Regions from separate parts of the Zea mays genome. Here region 1 is linked to region 2. Evidence: chromatin contacts called from public Hi-C data. All regions are on one chromosome and are shown on one strand. Each heading gives the region's core, a stretch centred on a gene start, on an enhancer-like site or on the middle of the called end of the contact. The rest is flanking DNA. Distances are from core to core; before and after follow the strand shown.

What was found. Hi-C and Micro-C count contacts between places; a contact is called where the count stands out from the background.
Region 1: a contact with region 2 is called in a Hi-C map of ear, with 2.3 times the contacts expected there. The contact joins the promoter of LOC100273026 here to the promoter of LOC103654735 in region 2. A contact is called at or near these places in 2 of 25 Hi-C or Micro-C datasets (ear and tassel).

Annotation. Positions count from the first base shown.
Region 1 is chr4:234,647,321-234,651,405 of Zm-B73-REFERENCE-NAM-5.0, reverse strand. LOC100273026 (cytochrome b6-f complex iron-sulfur subunit) reads left to right here and starts at 2,705. Exons shown (of 5, transcript NM_001147475.1): 1 at 2,705-2,798; 2 at 3,018-3,250; 3 at 3,400-3,517; 4 at 3,636-3,818; 5 at 3,933-4,085. The coding sequence starts at 2,754. The coding sequence ends at 4,037.
Region 2 is chr4:234,429,424-234,433,381 of Zm-B73-REFERENCE-NAM-5.0, reverse strand. LOC103654735 (transcription factor GTE4) reads left to right here and starts at 1,850. Exons shown (of 5, transcript XM_008681562.4): 1 at 1,850-3,922. The coding sequence starts at 2,159.

The DNA of each region.
Region 1 (4,085 bases), core at 1,456-3,955, 220 kb before region 2:
TTCCTTGTTCTTGCGAGACCAAAATCTTCTTTTCAAAAATTTTGGCCTTTTTCTTCTTCGAAGATACGACCTTACTTGAAGGTGACTCTTTGTTATATTCGCATTCCTCATCTTCTGTATCATCGTTGGCAGTCTTCTTCACTGCCTTACCCCCACTAGCCTTCGTGGTCCTCTTCCTTTTTTCTCCAGCTTCGACGCTGTGTGCAGGATTTGTGTAATTAGGGTATTCAAACCCTATAGCATTTATGACTCTGTTTATCCTAAGTTTACCTTGGTTCTTAAAGGTAGATGTCATATCTTCGTGTTCTCTCACAAGATAGTCTCCAACAATCTCATTGCACCTTTCTTCTATTAACTTTAGCCATCCAGTGTAAGGAGCTTTTTATGAAGCTTGTTCTTTGAACTCAAATGATAGCGTGACAAGTTCATGTTCCTTCCTCTTCACTTCCTTCGGCAGCTTCCACCCAGTCCGTGTGGGAAAAATATTGTAGGCAAGTGCTTCTTGAATCAGGTCCTGAGAGCCAATTCTCTTAGCGACCGTATTGAAAATGTTATGGCACTTTTCAGCAGTTTCGCCCATATCATAGTTTGGCTTCTTTAGACTGAAGCTAGTCCTCAAAGGACTCAACGACATGCTTTTGAAATGTTCGCGGTTCTCAGAATCGACTTCCCTCATAGAACCATTCCTTCATCCAGTCCCCATGCCATTTTGTCCAATATGCTAGAACCGCGACGACTATGTCTTTGCGATACACAAAGTTGTAACATCTAAAGTTGTTATGAAGCTTGTCTGAAGCTCTAGCATTTGTCTGATAATACAAGTCATGGATTCTTCAAAATGCATAAACCTCGGTGCGTCCATCCTAGCTTCGAATAGCCCAAATAAAGATGTCAAGGCGGACTATGGCATTTGGGGTCAGTTGATGCATGAATACCTGGTGCTTTTGCAATATCATTCCAATCAATTTATACATGGGCAGCTGAAGTCCAGCCTTGAAAAAGCTCCTGTAGACGACAACTTTGTCTTTCTTGGGCTTCAGAGTTGTCTCTTCTCCAGGGAGTCATACGTTGACCTTGTTGCTAAAGTAACCAAGCTTTTTCATCGTTTGCAAATCTTTCTCCTTCAGTGTGTACCGGCCCATCTCAATGTGACTTGGTTTCGATGGCCTATCCTTCGGCAACTCCTCCACAGGCTATGCTAAGGACGAAGCCTTCATGGCTTCGGAATTCAGCAAAGTATCCTAAAGTGCCTCCGAAGAAGTCAGCGTGGTTAGTCTAGCAGCTGAGTGGATCCTAGCCATCTAGACAATTTCTACCCGAAGGTGTTTTCCCTAAACTAGTCTTCGAGGCAGTGGTGGAGAAAAAGCTTCAGAGTCGCAGAAACTTTTGGCAGAAAGTGGGTGAGGGCAGTAAATGTGACTCACTCACACCCGCTCCGCTGCTTTTATACTGAGAATTGGGTGCGAAAGGGCGCGAGCAGCGAAAAAAAATCTGCACACGTGGACGTTGGCCTTCCCACCTTCTCCCTGTCTGGTGGAACACGAGCTTGGCTTCATTTGTACCAAAGTATTCATTTAACCTTTTCCATAACGAGCTTTGGGAAGGTGTTCTTCGGACATTTAGCTCAAGGACTACTAGATATATTTTTGTGTTTCGAGCTCGTTATGAAAAAATGAATTTATCCCGCAAGAGGCTACTGTTGGGGGCCTAGTTGCCCGAAGATCCTCAAAATAGCTAACCTTCGACATAAAAAGATGTATTTCAGGCACATAAGGAAGGGTGGCGAAGATGAAGACTGAAGTCACCAGCTTCGGCGTGCCAAAGGCTTCGTGTGCGGAAGCGACGAAGGAGAAAAGGTTGAAGACTTGTGCAGCAAGAAAGAGAGAAAAAACTTTGATGCCCCATGATATTTGTAAATCATAATTGTTAACTTTGTGGGCATACTTATAATTTCATACAAAGCTGTACCTCTCCCCTATAAATAGATGAACAGTGTCATGCATAAATGCTCCTTTTGGAGGGCTTCAAGCTTCATCTCTCTTACCCTTCGAAGTACATTCTAGTTGTTTTTTTGTGTAAAACCGAATGTATGCTTGTACATTTAATTCATAAGAAGGGTGAAATAAGAGAATGCCAAGGCATACAAGGTGACTAGCTTGCTTCGTCCTTAATCACACTTTTATACATCCTTACTTCGCCTGTGTCCTTCGTTTATTCCTTCTCCCTTAGACGAAGAAAGTTTCAATCCTCTAACTTGTGTTGCCTTGTTTTTGATATCATATAACAATTTAAAACAAGTGACCAACAATTATATATTCCATCCTATCCAAAGTATAATTCGTTACACTAATTACACATTCTTTAAGTAATATATAAATTTAGTTTGTATGTATGTCTATATTCATTATCATTTAAATGAGTGTGTACAGAAAAAATAAGCTAGAAAGAACTATATTTTAGGAGGCAGGAAGTATATTTTTTTATAAGAACTGAATGAATAGTTTACCGATAAACACCGCGTCATAAGCAGAGCGCGGGCGCGTGCCACAGCCACTGCCCGCAGCTTCGACATGTGCATGTGGTGGACGCAGTCCGGTGGGCGGTGGCTGCGCATCAACCAATCACCGGCCGCCTTCCTCGCCACACGGGGCAGAGATATAGTTAGGCTAGGCCCCGGGCGGCTCATCCGCAAGCCAGTGGACGCCAGTGAGTGAACACCAGCCGTCTTGGCCCGCTCCTTCCCTGCTGCGGCCATGGCGACCTCCGCGGCGCTCTCGACCGCCGCCAACCCCACCCAGGTGAGCAGCAACTTCCTTCTTCTGCCGCGGGGCGCCTACCTCCCCTGGCATTGACCCTTGTCTCGTGTGTTTGGCGGCGGGCCGAGGAGAAACAGAGTCTGTCCATGGTGTCACTAGTTTCCACCAGCGCGTTCTTCAGTCTCGCCCACCAAAGTTGCATCTGAATCGCATAACATGGTTTCTTCATGCATATACTGATGCCTCTGCCTGCAATGGCAGCTCTGCCGGTCCCGCGCTGCGTTGGGCAAGCCAGTGAAGGGGCTTGGCCTGGGGATGGGGCGGGAGCGCGCAAGCCAGCGGAGCATCACGTGCCAGGCGGCGAGCAGCATCCCCGCCGACCGCGTCCCCGACATGGAGAAGCGGAAGCTGATGAACCTCCTCCTCCTGGGCGCCATATCGCTGCCCACCGTCGGCATGGTCGTCCCCTACGGCGCCTTCTTCGTCCCCGCCGGGTGAGTCGTCGTCGTCGTCGTCGTCTCGACCGCGTTGCTTTGCATCAACAGCTAGCTAGCGGCGCACTGTATACACGTGTACGTGTTACCGGCCGCGCAGCAACTATTAACGAATAGCACCCCGGCCGGCCGGCCGATTTTGCACGCAGCTCCGGGAACGGCGGCGGCGGGACCTACGCCAAGGACAAGCTGGGCAACGACATCACGGTGGAGGAGTGGCTCAACACGCACGGTCCCAACGACCGCACGCTCGCGCAGGGGCTCAAGGTTCAGTCACGTACTCACCCGCCATCGTCGTCGTCACCTGCCGCTGCAGGCGTGTCTGTTGCGTTGATGATGCTCACGGCCGGCGTGTTTGCGTGCGCCGCCGCCGCCGCGCGTGCAGGGTGACCCCACGTACCTGGTGGTGGAGCAGGACAAGACGCTGGCCACCTACGGGATCAACGCCGTGTGCACCCACCTCGGCTGCGTCGTGCCGTGGAACGGCGCCGAGAACAAGTTCATCTGCCCCTGCCATGGATCCCAGTACAACAACCAGGGCAAGGTGGTCCGCGGACCGGCGCCTCTGGTAAAAACAAACGCACCCATTTCATGGATGATCTAGCTTCCTTATGATAGTGGAGCTGATTGTTGAGCTCCAGCTGATCTGTTTCGCATTGATATATTGCTCTTGTATTAACAGTCGCTGGCCCTGGTTCACGCCGACGTCGACGACGGCAAGGTCCTCTTCGTCCCGTGGGTGGAGACCGACTTCAGGACCGGCCAGGACCCGTGGTGGAGTGCATGAGGAGGATCATCCGACACAAGCGGTGCTCAGTACTCATAGGCTTTCTCC
Region 2 (3,958 bases), core at 601-3,100:
ATAGAACTAAACACAGAGATCTGATATGATATTGCACACTTTATAATACTTAACAAAGAACTCAACCAGCAGTTATAACTTAAATAGGATCAAAGTTAACGTGAAGGAAATGATAAGAGTTTTCATATTTTTCTTTTTGTGGATATTTTCAGATATATATAAGAGGCTCAAAGGAAACACAAAGGATAGAGTGACCAGCAACTAAACAAAGATTCTAAGGGCTAAAACTTAACAAAACTCATTGAAACAACAGATTGAAACAAAGGGCTATGACAAAATATTTTATGGCTTTTGGTGGATAGGACGAACACAAAATATATGTAGCTAAGGGTAAAGAATCCTACCGTGGAAACTAAGGCTTTGATACCAGATGATGTGTCATGATGCCCGATCTTCACGATGTAGGATCAATCTTCAGATAACTAGCTTCAAAGAAGCCAAGATAACTTGCTGCAAGCAGCGATAACTAGTGCAACCTGACAAATAAAACTCGAAGCCAACCACCGTCTTTAACCGGCAGCCTGAATCGAGGATTCGTCCAACCACACTCTCAAAGAACCAACCAACATAGCCTACAATCAATCGAGGAGACCTCGAAGAGAGTAGGAGCACCAATTGGGAGCGGATGAAGCCGCCGCTTCTGCAATCCCGCGAAGGAATTCACAAGAGCAAAGGGGTAGAGATCACTCTCAATATTTGTTAGCACATAGCTGAACAAAGGGGTTATGTTTTAGATTATCATAAGCTGCCTTGCATCATAGACATAGGGGGGTATTTATACTAGTAACAACCAGCCTTAGCGAGGTATAAACACGAAACAAAAGTATTTTCACGTGCTAATGTGAAGGAGCCTCTTCGGGAGATCTGCAGAGCTGATTTCCGTGTGGCTGTTTGACTTCTGCGCAGCCTTCAGTATTTTGACAATAACTTCTTCTAGGAATCTTCAAATGACGTGGGACTGGTTGCATTGGAAAGCTAACTTGATAATCTTTCTCACCATATATAGCATGCTTAATGAAACTTCGTAGAATGATACAGTTTAATACGAAAACTTGGTCATCAAGCAGACTGTTGACCTTCTGACCAGTCAGCACTAAAGTAGGTCGGCTGCCTTTCTGGTAGATTTGATTAAGTCGGCTTTAGAAGCATTGGAAACTAGACTTCAAGAGTTTTCCAAAAAGTACTTATGGGCCTTCATAGCTTTTGGGAATCAAAAGATATGACTGTTTCTTCTGGACGGTTCTGTTGCGCTGGACTGACTCGGACATAGCTCTTCTTGTTGATTCGCCTTTGATATGTTTTGTCCTTCCTCTTTGGTGAACCTAAGTAATATCAACATACACGACTTAGGTAGCATAAAGTTCTCATTAGTGTTTAATTGAAATTCATAAAGTAGCGCGTGCACCTCTTGTTGTAGCTTCTTAGCTCGGCTACGTGTAATTGGTCCATCAAAGACTTGGGTTGGTGATGATATTGGTTGTACTTGAGTTGATATAGTATGACTTGGGGGTTGTAACGTATTGCTTAATGGCGTGGTCATATCAGCTCGTCTCTTGTATTTTTTTTCGCTTAGCCTCTTGAGACTTTACAAGAGACCCCATATTAAATGAGGCCCTATTTAATAGGGGTCTTTTGAGGGGTCTCTAAGGGGTTAACTGCAATAAAATGCAAGACACGAAGAGCCCGTCGTTACATAATTCTCCATACGCATTGTTTTTTAGCTGCATTTATGATTTAGGAAAAACTCAGAGTTGTAACATGCTGTTTCTATATTGTTTTTTGCAATTAGAAAACCTTTCCAATGTAGTACCATATCAGTACACGCCAATACGAAAATCCACCGTATCCGCGTACCCATCCCTAGGCGAGAGGGGATGGTGCCCTGGCACCAGCCACACGAGCGCCCTCACCTGCTCCTGCGACGCTCGTCGGCTCAGCAGCAGTCCTCCCCCACAAAAGCAGAGACGCGTCCGACGCCGCCACCAAAAGCACCTTCCCCAGCCACGCTCCGCCGCCATAGCCGCAGGAAAATATCAAATCGGAGCCGCGAAGCACAACAGAAATTTTTTTCCCTAGGGCTTGCACGCAAAACCCTCCTGAATTCCCCAATTCCGTGCCGTCCCTCGCTTCTTGTGGGCCACGAATCTAGGGTTTATGCATGGCTTCTGACCCTCCCGGAGATGGCACCAGTGGTGAGGAGACGGCGCCGGGCCCTGCCCCCGCCGTGGAGGCGCCGCCTGCTCCCGCCGTTCCGGCCAGGTCGCGCTGGGCCGCTGAGATCAAGGTCTACACCCGTAAGCACCCCCGCAAAAACCCTAAACCTCCTCCAGAATCAGCGGCTGACCCCGTTTCTGTTCCTTCCCCGGCTCCGAATCCCCTTTCTGAAACCTTATCCTCGATTCGCCGCTCCATCCACCGCACGGAGGCGGTGGACGCTGCGGCGCTGTCCGATCCGGCAGCGCCGGCCTCGGTTCCCACCCGGGCGCCGTCTGGGGAACGTGGCGCCGCCTCTGGGGATCCCTCGTCTGGGCTGAACCGGGTCGGCGGCGGTATTCCTAACGGCCACGGCGACGACCGGGCGGCCGCCGCTGCTGTGAAAGCTGAGAAAGCACGGAAACGCAGGTTAAGGAGTGAGCTGCGGCGCTGTCTGGCAGGAGAGCTCGACCAGGTCCGCGTGCTCTCCAGGCGACTGAAGGAGGCTGCCGAGGCCCTGGCGCAACAGGAGGCTTCTGAGCCCGTGCCTTTGCCTTTGATGGTGCTGCCAACACAGCAGCAGGTGGTGGATGCTGGGTATGTTCAGCACCAGTTCTTGGCTGGTGATATGGCGGTGCCCATGCCTACTCAGATTGCAGCTGCCGTTACTCCTGCCCGCTCGCTGCTGCATCGCAGACCACTAACCGTGTCAGTTGTTCATAATGAAGCCTTTGAGAAGGAGAAACGGACGCCGAAGGCCAATCAATTGTACCAAAATTCAGAGTTCTTGCTTGCCAAGGATAGGATTCCTCCCTCAGATTCACATGTGCGCAAGAAACCCAAGCACCACAAGAAGAAACATAGGTCCCTAGAATCTCGTGGCGCAGACTTTGATGCCGAGCGGCGCCTGTACTCTCATGCGTTCAAGAAGTCCTCATCACTTCTGAGCCGCTTAATGAAGCACAAGTTTGGGTGGGTGTTCAACAAGCCTGTTGATCCAGTCACACTTGGTTTGCATGATTATTTTACTATTATCAAGCACCCAATGGATCTTGGCACAATAAGGGGGCGGCTGAGCCGTGGGCAGTACAGGAACCCTAAGGAGTTTGCTGAGGATGTCCGTCTTACTTTCCATAATGCGATGACATATAATCCCAAGGGTCAGGATGTGCATTTCATGGCGGAGCAGTTGTTAGGAATCTTTGAGGCACAGTGGCCTGAGATTGAGGCTGAGGTTAACTACCTCGCATCATGTCCTCCATTGCCGAAGAAGTTTCCCCCGCCACCAATTGACCTGCGCTTCCTAGAGAGGTCAGATTCAATGAGACACCATGTGGCATTGGACACCAATTCAAGACCGATCAGTCATACTCCCACTTATACCCGAACTCCGTCAATGAAGAAACCAAGAGCAAAGGATCCAAATAAGAGGGACATGACAATAGATGAGAAGCGTAAGCTTAGTGAGAACCTCCAGAATTTGCCGCCGGTGAAGCTTGATGCTGTTGTGCAAGTCATTAAGAACAAGAACTTATCAGTTAAGCAACATGATGATGAGATAGAGGTTGAAATTGATAGCATGGATGCTGAGACACTTTGGGAGCTTGACAGGTTTGTGTCGAACTACAAGAAGAACCTGAGCAAGCAAAAGAGAAAGGCCGAGCGAGCGATGCTTGCCCGACAAGATGCAGAGTTGCGTGCACAGCACCCTATACAACAACCACAACCAGTATGAGCACTCTGTCATTTTTATCATTACTACCAT